Linked DNA regions of Zea mays: regions 1 and 3 are each linked to region 2. Evidence: chromatin contacts called from public Hi-C data. All regions are on one chromosome and are shown on one strand. The core of a region is the stretch at or near the end of the contact, and the rest is flanking DNA. Distances in the headings are between cores, read along the strand shown.

Region 1 (4,206 bases), core at 362-2,861, 260 kb before region 2:
GCCGACCTCCTGCTCGGAGTCTTCCAAGGAGTCCTCCCCCTCCGAGTCATCCGACCCCTGATCCCTGCTCGCTCGATGGATCGGATGTAGGCCCGCTCGGCCACCGACAGCCCCATGGAATCGCCCGAGTCATCGGACGCCGCCGCGGGGTATGCCGGCGGAGGAGAGCCATCGTACTCGGAGGAGAACTTGTAACACCCTGAATTTGGTGTATAAAATTTCTTTCTAAATATCTACCAAATTCAGGTGTTATCTCTTGCTCTCTCTTTAGTCTCTCCCTCTCTTTCTTTTGATTAGAATTAAGTTAATTAGGATAGGGATTAAGTATTTATTTTGTTAAAACAATGTGAGTCATGAAATGTTGCATTATGTTGAGCCTAAATTATTCTTTTGTTTGATGCACATGTTTGAAAGGGTTTGAATTTGCATTTGGTTTGAATTTGATTTGGAAACCCTAGAGAAAATAAATAGAAAAGCCATTAGAAATTCCAGGAAAAAGGGAAAAACCAATTTGGCCCAACCAGCCCAGCTCGGCCCATCTAAGCCTCGCGCGCGCGTGCGCCCGCATGTCCGCCCTCCCCCTGACAGGCGGCCCCCCAAATTCTTCGATGCTAGCGCCTAAGGTTCTAAAGTTTGTTATGGATGCAGATTGCTATCCAAATGTTACAATTGCCTATCGAATTCTCTTAAACGTACCTGTGACTGTATGTTTGGCTGAAAGAAATTTCTCAAAATTGAAGTTGTTGAAGGACTATCTGAGATCAGCTATATCACTGTAAAGGTTGAATGGCTTGGCTATGTACTGTATTGAGAAGGATATCTTGGACACTATTGATTCCAATAATGATTTTGCATCAAGAAATGCTCGAAAAAGTATCTTTTTTATGAGAAGCAATGAATGTGATTAAGTTTTGTTCTTCGTTATGGTAATCATAATAGCTCCAAGATACAAATATATTATTATTTTGGTCAACTTTATTTCTCGATAATTATTTGACATGTTAAATTAAATATATCAATGTATTTGTTTTTATTTTACAAATAAAATTAGCGTATATATATATTTATATATATCATAAAATTTTTATATAGTTTAAAGAGTCTATCATGATAAGTTCACTATCTATATGTTTGGTTGTCTGCATTAGGAGACCCAGATTCTTCACATGAATTGACTATGAGTCAGCACATATTTAATTCATTGTATTTAGGATGTCAAACGCGTATGTGAGCCAGGCTGCGCACAAGCACCCATCCAATCATACGGTGTATGTGACGCTAGACGAGGGCTGAACACGCCTGACAAGAATCTTTGCAGATCACTTGCGTGACTCATCGAGACGTGGGCGGAACGATGGAACCACCAGGATGCCACGAAAAGTTAAAAGAAAAACCCTACTAGTATTGCGCCGAGCACAAAAACCCATGACCACAGGTCACGCTCACGCCGCACGGACCGGACAGACGCCCAGAAAGATAGGGCTGCCCGCTGCCCCTGCCTCTGCCATCCTTTTCCTGCAGCAGATGACACGGCCGCGGGCCCGCGGCAGAAGAGAGAGCCCAAATCATAGCCACAAAAGCCACGCACGCGGGGCGCTTGTCTTGCGCGCACGAAAACCCACATCCACCGCGGCGCCACACCGCGTGCGTCGGCTGCTTGCTGCCCCGTGTTCCTTGGCTCCCGCCGACACCGAGCGCCGACACCGAGCGCCGCCACCGCCATGGCTGCCCCGCCCCGCGCCACCGCGGTCCTCGCGTGGTGCGCTCACTCTCGCGCGTTCTCTCTCGTGCGCGAGGGGCGCGGCGGGCAACTCCGTTTCTCGCGTCGCGGCGGGCCACTGATTGCTCTGGTTCTCGTTTTGTACAGGGGTTCCGGGGAGGACGGGCAGCTTGGCATGGGCGGGAACGAGGAGAAGGACTGGGCACACTGCGTGGAGGCACTCGGTTCCTACGCCGTCACCGCCGTCGTAGCCGGTAGCCGCAACTCCCTCGCCATCTGCGAAGACGGCCGCGTGCGTCCCCTTCCCCAACCCGTTGCCTGTTGATCGTGCTTGTTCATTTCCTGGAGAGCTTCTGTTCTGACCCGATTGCTTGGGCTGGGGTTCCTTGCCGTGCGCAGCTCTTCACTTGGGGGTGGAACCAGCGCGGCACGCTCGGGCACCCGCCGAAGACCAAGACGGAGAGCTCCCCTGGCCCCGTCCACGCCCTCGCGGGGTTGAAGATCGTCCAGGTGCGCCTCAGTTCCGCTTTACCCTGCGAGGTTCATGTCCGTGTGCTGCTGACGGAAGAGGCTCTGCCTATGGTTTCCTTGGTTCATTCAGGCGGCGATTGGTGGGTGGCATTGCCTTGCAGTTGACGACAATGGGCACGCCTACGCCTGGGGTAGGGGCACTCGCTTCCCTGCGTTTTCCGTGACTGGTTTCTGGTTGCTTACTTGCTTTGATGCAATGTGCATGGATTGTGCAGGGGGAAACGAGTACGGGCAGTGCGGTGAGGAGCCTGAGAGGAAGGAGGACGGGACGAGGGCGCTCAGGAGGGACATCCCGACCCCACAGCGGTGCGCACCCAAGCTCAAAGTCCGGCAAGTGAGTGGAATTGGATTCGAGCGTTGTGCAAGTAGTGTGGAAATGTTTTTGGATTTTTTTTTTCCAATTTTGGTTCAGTGCGTTGGTTGGAAGGAATCCAACTAATTTTGGATCATGTTGTCACTTTAGCATATGCTTTGTTGCTAAGGAAGTAGTCTGATCACAAACCACATATAAGATAGTTTGTATGATGGAACCGGACAGTTGTAGTGTCTATAGCTCAAATGAATTATTCCTGTCGTGAAATGATGCGGCAACTTTTGGGTGCTGTACTCATGATTTCAGTTTGTTAGCTTTTGGCTTGCTTATTCATTTGCTAATTCTAGGTAGCTGCTGGAGGGACACATTCAGTGGTTTTGACTCAAGAAGGTCACGTTTGGACATGGGGACAGCCATGGCCTCCTGGTGATATGTATGGGGCCTTATGATGAAATATCTTTTTTTATTTTCTTCTTGAATCTACTGTTGATCATGTGTCTTCTCTCAGCAAGCAAATATCGACACCAGTACGCGTGCAAGGCCTTGAGAAAGTGAGGGTCATTGCTGTAGGTGCATTCCATAATTTGGCACTCACAGAGGATGGAATTTTGTGGGCATGGGGTAATAATGAGTATGGTCAGCTGGGGACTGGAGATACCCAACCAAGATCACACCCTATACGCGTTGAAGGACTATCTGATCTCTCACTGGTGAGTCAGATTGATTCCTTTTCTTTGTTTTTCTGACACGTTTTGGAATTAGTTTGTCATCAGTGACTTTCACAAGCTATTGCCAAATGAGCTTATTTTAAGGACGACAAACCAAGATATTTTTCCCCTCTAAACTTAGTTCTTTTTCCCCAAGCTCGATCTCTCATTGGTTCAGCTTTCATTTAGCTAACAAGCTTCATCCTTTTGGGGCCTTCCACTTATTGTCATTGCACACTAGGAATACTATGTTTGAAATTGATTAAGCAAAGAATGACATCCTGGTTCTTTTTTTGAGGACACCACTGTATGTGCATAAATTCATAATTTGTCTGCACATTGCTTTCCTGATTTCTCACTTGTTGCATATACTCCAACATCTTAAATTTTCAGGTTGACATTGCTGCTGGAGGCTGGCATTCAACTGCACTAACTATACAGGGAGAGGTATTTCCATTATCTTGATTCTTTAATTCAGGGTTATCATCTTATTATGTGCTGTTTTATCCTGTCAAGGCACCAGATGACACAAACATATTGAGGGACAGGCTTTTCTTTCTTGCTTTGGAAATAAACTTCATGAAAAATGTTGTCATGTCATTTTGGCTGCAGATAAATTCACTTCCTTGCTATTTATTCAGAGCATGCTTTAAAGATGTCCAGATTATAAAGTACCAAAAATATACATATTATACGATGAAAGTAACCTAGAGGAGTGTGTTGACCACGTTGAGCCCCTGAACCAAATACAAAGTCAGTAGTTGTTCCAAAAAAAAAAGCTACAGACTCAGTCTGGCTTGAGTTCCATTGATTCAGATCTATCTGTACCTTATTCTGCATTTTCTAGAAACAAATATTAATGGCATGGAAACATGTATTTTACCATAGTAAAACTGGCATTGGTCACAATAAACGACAAGAGGAGAAACGTTAGG
Region 2 (3,814 bases), core at 944-3,443:
TGCGCCATAGGTGGCAGTGCCACAAAAATGTGTGCCGCATGTGCGGGCATGTTTGATTTGTTGCTTAAGTTGTCACACTTTGCCTAGCTTTTTCTACCTAAGGTTAGTTCAGTTAGCCGCGAACCAAATATGACCTCGACCTCGTGGCACGGGAGTGAGTCGCTTACACGCGCGCCAGCACACTGGTCGGCACCGATGGACGCGATGCCTGGGTGTTCGACATCAACGAGACACTGCTCTCCAATCTCCCCTACTACGCCCAACACGGCTACGGTGATCTGCCCCTCCGTACGTCCGTGTCCGGCGCTCTCTCATCCCTACGTCCACACTCCACACGTCCACAGTCAACACACACAAAAGTGACGAGGGGGAGCAAAAGTGACGATTAGTCTTTGTTTTCCCCTGATTCTTTTTCAAAGGCAATAATATAAAGAAACTCTTTTATAGACTGTTGCTGCAAAAAAAGTACAGGAGGCATATGAGGAGACAGATGAATAATTATCAAGCAATAACGACAGCCTTCTTACAGACACTATGACTATATCTGATGCATATCTTAAAATGAAGACATTATGCATTAACATAAGTCGTGAAATTCAAGCAAATATTCAGATTCACAATCAGAATATACTTCCAAGGTAGCAAATAGGTTTCCAAGCAATAGAATTTTCTTCTATTTATCCACATGTTTGCACATCTCTCACAAATTTGTGTTTTCTTTTAGTTCCATAGATCTGCCAAACATAGCAATATCCCTATATAGTACCGAACTCTGCAAGCGGCTGAAAGGTTTTCATTCTTCAAGTCCCCCCCCCCCCCCCCATCAAGACCAAAACAAAGACTAATCATCATTTTAAGATTCATATTTTTTGCTCCCCTCACCCTGATCACTTTTGACATAATTCTTAATGTGTATTCACTTCATTGTCTTTTAGAATTGTTGTATCGTTAGCACGAGCACCTTACTAGTACAAGTTGTCCACCTCTCCTCGTTATATTAAGGGCTTATTTGGATTATATGCCCCTAAATCCCCACCATTCCTTATGTATCCAAACAAGCCCTATGCTTTTGTGTTGAACTAGTTGTTGCATACAACTTAATATAATATCAACATCAGAGGTCTTAAGTTCAAATCCTAGTTAACACAACTAAATAAAATAATCATTGATCGCTCATATTCTAAGTCTGAAGGGTGAGAGAGCCTCAACGTAATCTCTCCATCAGCTTAAAATTTTCAAAGCATAGATGTGATGCATGAGCTCAATGACATTGAGGAGTGTTGATAGATGGATCAGAAAAATATGACTACATGAGGCTATGCGCTCCTCGGTGGCGGTGGGGCATAAACTAGAAAATTAGGAAGATGGAGTCAATGGTTAGACTCATGTCCAAGTATATGTGCTCGGGCTAGTACGATGTACTATGTCAAAACGATCATAAGTCATCTAAAGATCATTTGAACATTATTAAATGAACTAAGAGTTGTAATATAAAGTTTTGTAGCTATATGGGTTATGCAGTTAACCCATCATATATTAGAGTATTATATAGTAACAATTTGTTGACTCATCACCATGACACCACCGCACCACCCATATAATCCGCAGAACCATGTTTAAAACAAACAACCTCAGTAGATTATTTTGAAGTTTCTAATGCTTTAAGGGGTAGGATACCTAATTATATAGATGAGAGAGTGATGTAGACAATCATCAATATTTAAGAGTTAGTTAGACTTTTTCAATACAAAGAATAAATAGACCAAATTAGACCAATAGCTTGTTTGGTTCTGTGAGCTCTATGCTACTTTAAGATGTTTTGATTGAACTAACTATAAAACCTACTTGAAGTAATTATAAAACATACTTCTCTATCTTCTCTTTTGAAACAGTTACGATACATTTCTCTTTTTTTAGTCATTTAGAAAAAAAAAATAGAAAGCCAAAAATCAAACGTAGGATGTAAAGTGTTGCAAAATATACTAATACAAAAACAGTTTCTTTTAAAAATAAATTTATATTTTACATATTTAGTTATCGTTGTGCCTTATTTAATAAGAAACACTTTCGAGGGAATGAACCATACTCAATTTAATACTTACATCTTTCAGGAAAACGCATACTGCACACCTTTCTGTGTGGGCTGACTTTACGACAACCTTTCCGTTGCCCTATTGCAGTGCAAATGCTTGTCCAAACAGAGCCCAACGAGATACTGAACACTCGGTATATCCTCTCCCTGCGGCCTATGTACAAGCCCAGTTATACAGTCCATAATACAAAATAAGGCCCACTAGTTTCCAGTGCAAGGTGTTTTTTTTTGGTTGCGTTTTCCTTCAACTATTTTGATCATCCACAGTTTTAGTACAAGGCAAAAACACAATGAAAGCATGTAGCATACATATGCTATTGGTTTATAAAGTTACAACCTCAGTTATTTGATTCAATGATTTGGTAAGCCCTAAATTTGGCTGGTCACCAAAGTCCATCTTACCTCTCATATTTGGCTTATCAAATTTATGATATTTTTTTTACCTAACTTTGGCTTGCTAAATCTTTAGCATGATAATCTTTGGTCACAAACACCAAACAGACGAGGCTCAAGTGTCTTGGCCACTAAGAAACCTTAGCAACTGTCAGACCTAGGACTACTCAAAGCACTGAAACAGCCCCCCCCCCCCCAGTTCATGATTGAAGTCTTCAAGCGGGAAAAGCTAATTGATGCAGCGATCCTACTTCGACCAGCTTTTCCCCAGCTAGCAGATCCTTTGAGCCTTTTCTACCGCCTTTCCAGGCACCATTGGTACCGTCCGTTCAAACATTGCGTGGCCTTTTCCAATGCAAATCACATGCCATCGCACAATGAGAAAGATTCCTATATCTATCATTAGTGGTAACTTGTAGGTCTCCAGTCCAACTTAATTAGTTTCTTCTCGGGATTTATTATTATTATGGTTCTCGCATTGCACAGGATGACAACACCCAAAGCTTGTTTGTGGTGTGACTTGCTTTGCCTGTGATGTGACGAAGATCTAACACTCTTCCTGCAAAAAGTTGAGACCGGCAAGAACACTGTTGATTTCATTGTTTATTCACGTTGTAAATTTATGTGACCTTGTTGTTTTGTTAAAAAGATAGCAGGTACGGTGTGGGGTGATGTACTGATGTCTCTTCTGGATTTTTGTCCCAAGCATATCTCAATGGCTATCTTGCCTTTCTTTCTTTTTTCCCAGTGCCCTCTTGCTCTTGGCATTTTATGTTTCTAGCTAGCTTGTTCAAACCTGCATCAGTGTTCTCAAAGATAATGTTATATTCTCAGAGACAGTACGTGTACCTAACTTACTCCTGTCTAAAAAAGTATTCATGACGTTTTTGAGCAGAGGATAGCTAGCTAGCTAGTATATATGTGAGGCGGTAGAGACTCTGATCGCGACAAGTGGATTTTTTATCTGCAAATTGAGATGCAAAGATAAACAGTGTTCATTTCATTTTTTTTCTTCAAATGATTCAGCTGACATGTAGTTTTCTTTGTTCATCACATTTTTCGCATGGCTCTGATAATCTCTTTGTATTTCCATAATATTTCCAGCTTCGAACTAACCAACTATTCTTGTTTAACCCCTCAAATAAACTAGTTTATCTTTCAGACCGAATGGTTAAACTTAACTATTTCCACCTGATGTCCGGAATTTTTTATGTGAAAATCTACTGAACCAACGTAACTGCTGAGAGATTCATAGCCTGTGCCAACTTGTGCTACTGCTAGCAGATCAAATCCAGACCCTTTATATATATATATATATATATATATATA
Region 3 (4,053 bases), core at 1,515-4,014, 230 kb after region 2:
GAGTTCCCCTCCTCTCATCAGCCTGGCTTTTGAGATGTGAGTGGTGGGCTCTCTTGGCTGGGCCGGCCCACGAGCGCATGAACGCTCGAAGCTATCGAGTGTGGGCTGGGCCGGGGGTTGGACATTGACATCTGGTATCAGAGCTCGCTTGGCCCATGCCTGCCTTGGGGGGCTTCCCAAGGGGGGTGGGATGTCAGGGGCCGGTAGTCAGTGCCTCGGCTTTAGTCCCACATCGGCTAGCCAAGGGGGCCGTGGGCAGCTTAAAAAGGGAGAGTTCCCCTCCTCTCATCAGCCTGGCTTTTGGGATGTGAGTGGTGGGCTCTCTTGGCTGGGTCGGCCCACGAGCGCATGAACGCTCGAAGCTGTCGAGTGTGGGCTGGGCCGGGGGTTGGACGCTGACATCTAGCTAGCAAGAATGTATAGGATCAAGGATATAATTGTAATTTTTTTACCGAAGTTGTACCTACACATATAAATAGAGGAACAATGTCATGCATTAGACATGCTTTTGAGCCGGAGGAAAACTATTTTGCTTTGCCTACGAAGTTTTATTTCTTTTGCCTTCCCATTATAACTCCAAGAAACCGAAGGTAAACTTGTAATCTTTTGTTAAATAATAAAAGGAAGAAGGAAGTAGTATTCAATAATGTTGAATCATGTGATTCATCTTTATATTATATTACATCCACTCTAAATGTTCCCCATTTGTTTTCTGATGATTTTTAGTATAGTTGTCCATCACTTTATCTTTCTTCCGAGATAAATAAAGTGAAGGATGAAGGTGAAGCTTGGTTCAATTGTGTTGTCTTGTTTTTCGTCTTACACAGGAATAAAACACGAGTAACCAAAAATGTACATCTATATATGCATATATATGGTCGAGAAACTTATATGTTCACACAGATTATATATAAAGGAAAAACTTAAAATTTAAAGTAATTAAATAAGAAAACTATAAAAAAAATTGAATAGAAAAATTCTTTAGACCTTGTTTAGTTGCGTGAGAGGGTTGAGGAATATTAAATTTCACTCTATTCAATTTTAACTAGAGAGAAATTAACCCTTCGATATAGACGCAACCGAGTAATTCCTTAGTTAATTTTGGTATTATTAACAAGGACTAAAGATTTTATTTAATTTTAGTTGTCTAACCTGATAATAATCCCTCCTTTAATACGGGTTTACTAAAAAAATCGAGACTAAAAGGATTTCGTAGTCCAATCCTCACATATGGTTACTACTGGAAAACGCAATAGGCACCACACACCCATAGAAAACAGCTAGCGCTATTTGGCGTATTATGTGATTATCACCCATCTTGGAATGGTTTAACAAATCTTGATTATATAACTAGAAAGCAGTTGCAGTTAACAGAATGAACAACCGTCGTGTCGGAGTAATTTGCTAGTTTAGTGCAGTGACCAGTAAGGTGTAAGGAGGTGCATATCTCATTTATTAAAGGGGTTAACTGCCTAATAGCTAGAGAAGAGCACAATCTTGTTCCCTGGCTCCTGGTCAAACGCAACGCCGCTCCTGATCTGCAGCTGGTTTGCATAGTCGTCGTCGTAGACAGGGGATGGCGACAGCGGCTGCTGCGCCAAGGAGTCGTCCCACGACGCGACCATGTCGTCTAGTAGCCCCATCTGGAACGCGATGTCGGGGAACTCCAAGTCCATGAGCGGGAACAGCGGGTCCTCGTCGCGGCTCAAGGACGACGACACGGAGTCGGAGGCTGCAGAGTAGGACGTCGTGGTCGTGGTCGAGAAAATCGTCGACGTCGGCGGCGCCGTCCGCCCGTCGTCCAGAGGCACCATGATCTCGTCCGGGTCCATCATGGGTACCTCGTCGGTGCAGAAGCCTGGGTAGTAGTTGCTGAGGAGCGGCACGTCATCGTCACCTGCTTCTTGCTGGCTAGCTGGCGTCATCACCGGTACTGCCGTCTTCTCCTGTGGAGGCTTCGGCGACGGAGATGGCGGCGCTTCCGGCGAGCCACCTGTGGCGGTGTGCGGTGGGCTCTGGTGGTCCTTCGGCGGATGCGGATCAGGCGGCGGGAGGGGCTTGTGGGTGAGGGGGTCGATCCCCATCTTCCTGAGCTTCTTCTTGATGTGGGTGTTCCAGTGGTTCTTAATCTCGTTGTCCGTTCGTCCTGGCATGTGCGACGCAATCTTTGACCACCTAACATTTTTTAAGAACATTAAAAAAAAAGAAAACTAAGCTTATTTTCCTTCAAATATGTAATCTAAGATAGATACAGAACACAGTTCATTTTCAGAAGTGGGGGTATGCAATGCATGCATGGCACCTGTTGCCGAGCTGAGCATGCAGGTCGATGACGAGCTTCTCCTCGGCGTCGGAGAGCAGGCCCCTCTTGAGGTCCGGCCGCAGGTAGTTGGTCCAGCGCAGCCGGCAGCTCTTCCCGCACCGCAGCAGCCCTGCATGGCATGGCAACGCGCGACAAGCTTCTCTCGTCATGACAAAAGCTGCGACGATCGATCGAGCATGCACGTACATAGATAGATAGATACGCACCGGCAAGCTTGGGCACGGCGCGCCAGCAGCACTGCCTGTTGCCGAGGATGAAGCTGACGAGCTTCTGGTCCTCCTCCGCTGTCCACGGCCCCTTCTTCAGCCCCACCTTGTCGCAGCACGGCTGCCGACCCATGGTAGCTTAGCTAGAGGCGATGGGCTCGCAGCTCGATCGATCACAATTGAGCGGATGGACGATGGTCGCGAGCTGCTGCGATGTGTGCTGTAGACTGTAGACGACGGGCCGGGGGGTGCTCGAGGTGCAGTGCAGTTCCGTCCTGCTGCGTGCCTTTATAAGGCAACGGGGCGGAGCATGGGAGAGGACATGCACGTACATAGATATACTATTAACCGTAATGCATGTCATGCGTCGACTATGCGTGATCCATCGACCACGCTATTTATCTATCTATACCATTATATAATCTAACAGTTTAAACTTTGCAAAACTCACTCAATAAATTGTAGCCAGATTTAATATACTATTAAAATCAACAGATCAGATTACTGGATAACTCATCCTCCCTTAATCAATCAAATATGATAATCAATATTATTTAAATCATCCTTCATCGCTCATCTCTTGTCTCTCCTACGACCCCGCCCCTACATCTCACTCTTGTCACCGCAGCCGGCACCTTCCTCGCGCCACTATCGCCGTCGTTGTCGCCGTCGCGGTCAAACCGCTTACTACTGAGATCTATATGCTAGTATTTCACAAAAACAAGGGATGTCGTGGTAGTGGTTAGCAGCTTGCGTGCGTAAGTGTGACGTCGTCGAATCCATGAACCTGAGCGGCGGGGCCCGGGCGGCCGTCAGCACCGTTGGTTGGTTCAATAACCTACCACGTGGCGCCCTGAGGCGGGCGGGCCCGTCTGATGAGCTTCTGCTCATGGGTCCGTTTATGCTTGCGTTGCAATTGCAAGTGCTGCACTGCAAAGCCTACAGCCGTCCGCTGCCTTGTCATATACAAGATCACCTTAACGTACAAATTTATAAGTTTAATCCGTACTATTCGTTCAACAACATTCGGTTGAACCTGTGTAGGTCTTATTTGGGAGCAGGGAGAGGGACTTCGAATCGAAGGGGTTTGAGAGGGATTAATTTTGAGTACAAAGAGATCTAATTCCCTCTAATTATTTTGCAACCGAACAAACTCTAAGGTTTGATTCAATTGCGTCTGGATTGAAGGGATTAAACCCCCTCAATCCTCTTCGATCCAGATGCAATCGAACGCCGTTTAAGGCATAAGAATCATATGGAATTAAGGGAGATTAAATCTTCTTTTATTCAATTTTAAATAGGATTGGATTTGATCCCCTCAATTCTTTCGTAGCTGTACATACCTTAAGGGTCTGTTCGTTTCGCATAGAACGAAGGGGTGGAATAAATCTGACTTGGATTCTTTCAATAATTACTATATATAAGCTTTAGAGATTTGGAATTAATCCTGGTCTGTTTCAGCAGAAACGAACGGGCCCTAAAGGCTTGTTCGGTTAGAAGTAAATTGAGGGGATTAAATCCCCC

Evidence for each region. A called contact is a pair of places that touch in the nucleus more often than the background predicts.
Region 1: a Hi-C map of tassel shows a contact between it and region 2, with 2.1 times the contacts expected there. The contact joins the promoter of LOC100273996 here to the enhancer-like site in region 2. A contact is called at or near these places in 2 of 25 Hi-C or Micro-C datasets (leaf and tassel).
Region 3: a Hi-C map of tassel shows a contact between it and region 2, with 2.5 times the contacts expected there. The contact joins the promoter of LOC100191533 here to the enhancer-like site in region 2. A contact is called at or near these places in 4 of 25 Hi-C or Micro-C datasets (ear, leaf and tassel).

The regions. Positions count from the first base shown.
Region 1 is chr1:219,725,585-219,729,790 of Zm-B73-REFERENCE-NAM-5.0, forward strand. LOC100273996 reads left to right here and starts at 1,612. Exons shown (of 11, transcript NM_001148382.1): 1 at 1,612-1,759; 2 at 1,868-2,012; 3 at 2,120-2,230; 4 at 2,322-2,382; 5 at 2,467-2,585; 6 at 2,912-2,997; 7 at 3,073-3,274; 8 at 3,665-3,718. The coding sequence starts at 1,722.
Region 2 is chr1:219,980,353-219,984,166 of Zm-B73-REFERENCE-NAM-5.0, forward strand. It overlaps the pseudogene LOC109942112. Among protein-coding and RNA genes, the nearest start is that of LOC103643292, 98 kb to the left of the region's middle. Within about 2 kb of position 2,194, at least 15 of the 20 cell types and tissues checked have an H3K27ac peak or open chromatin away from gene starts, as enhancers often do. A contact at or near this core is called in ear, leaf and tassel, where this site is marked.
Region 3 is chr1:220,214,204-220,218,256 of Zm-B73-REFERENCE-NAM-5.0, forward strand. It overlaps LOC100191533, which reads right to left and starts at 2,765. Exons shown (of 3, transcript NM_001367463.1): 1 at 2,530-2,765; 2 at 2,303-2,432; 3 at 1,325-2,175. The coding sequence starts at 2,662. The coding sequence ends at 1,473.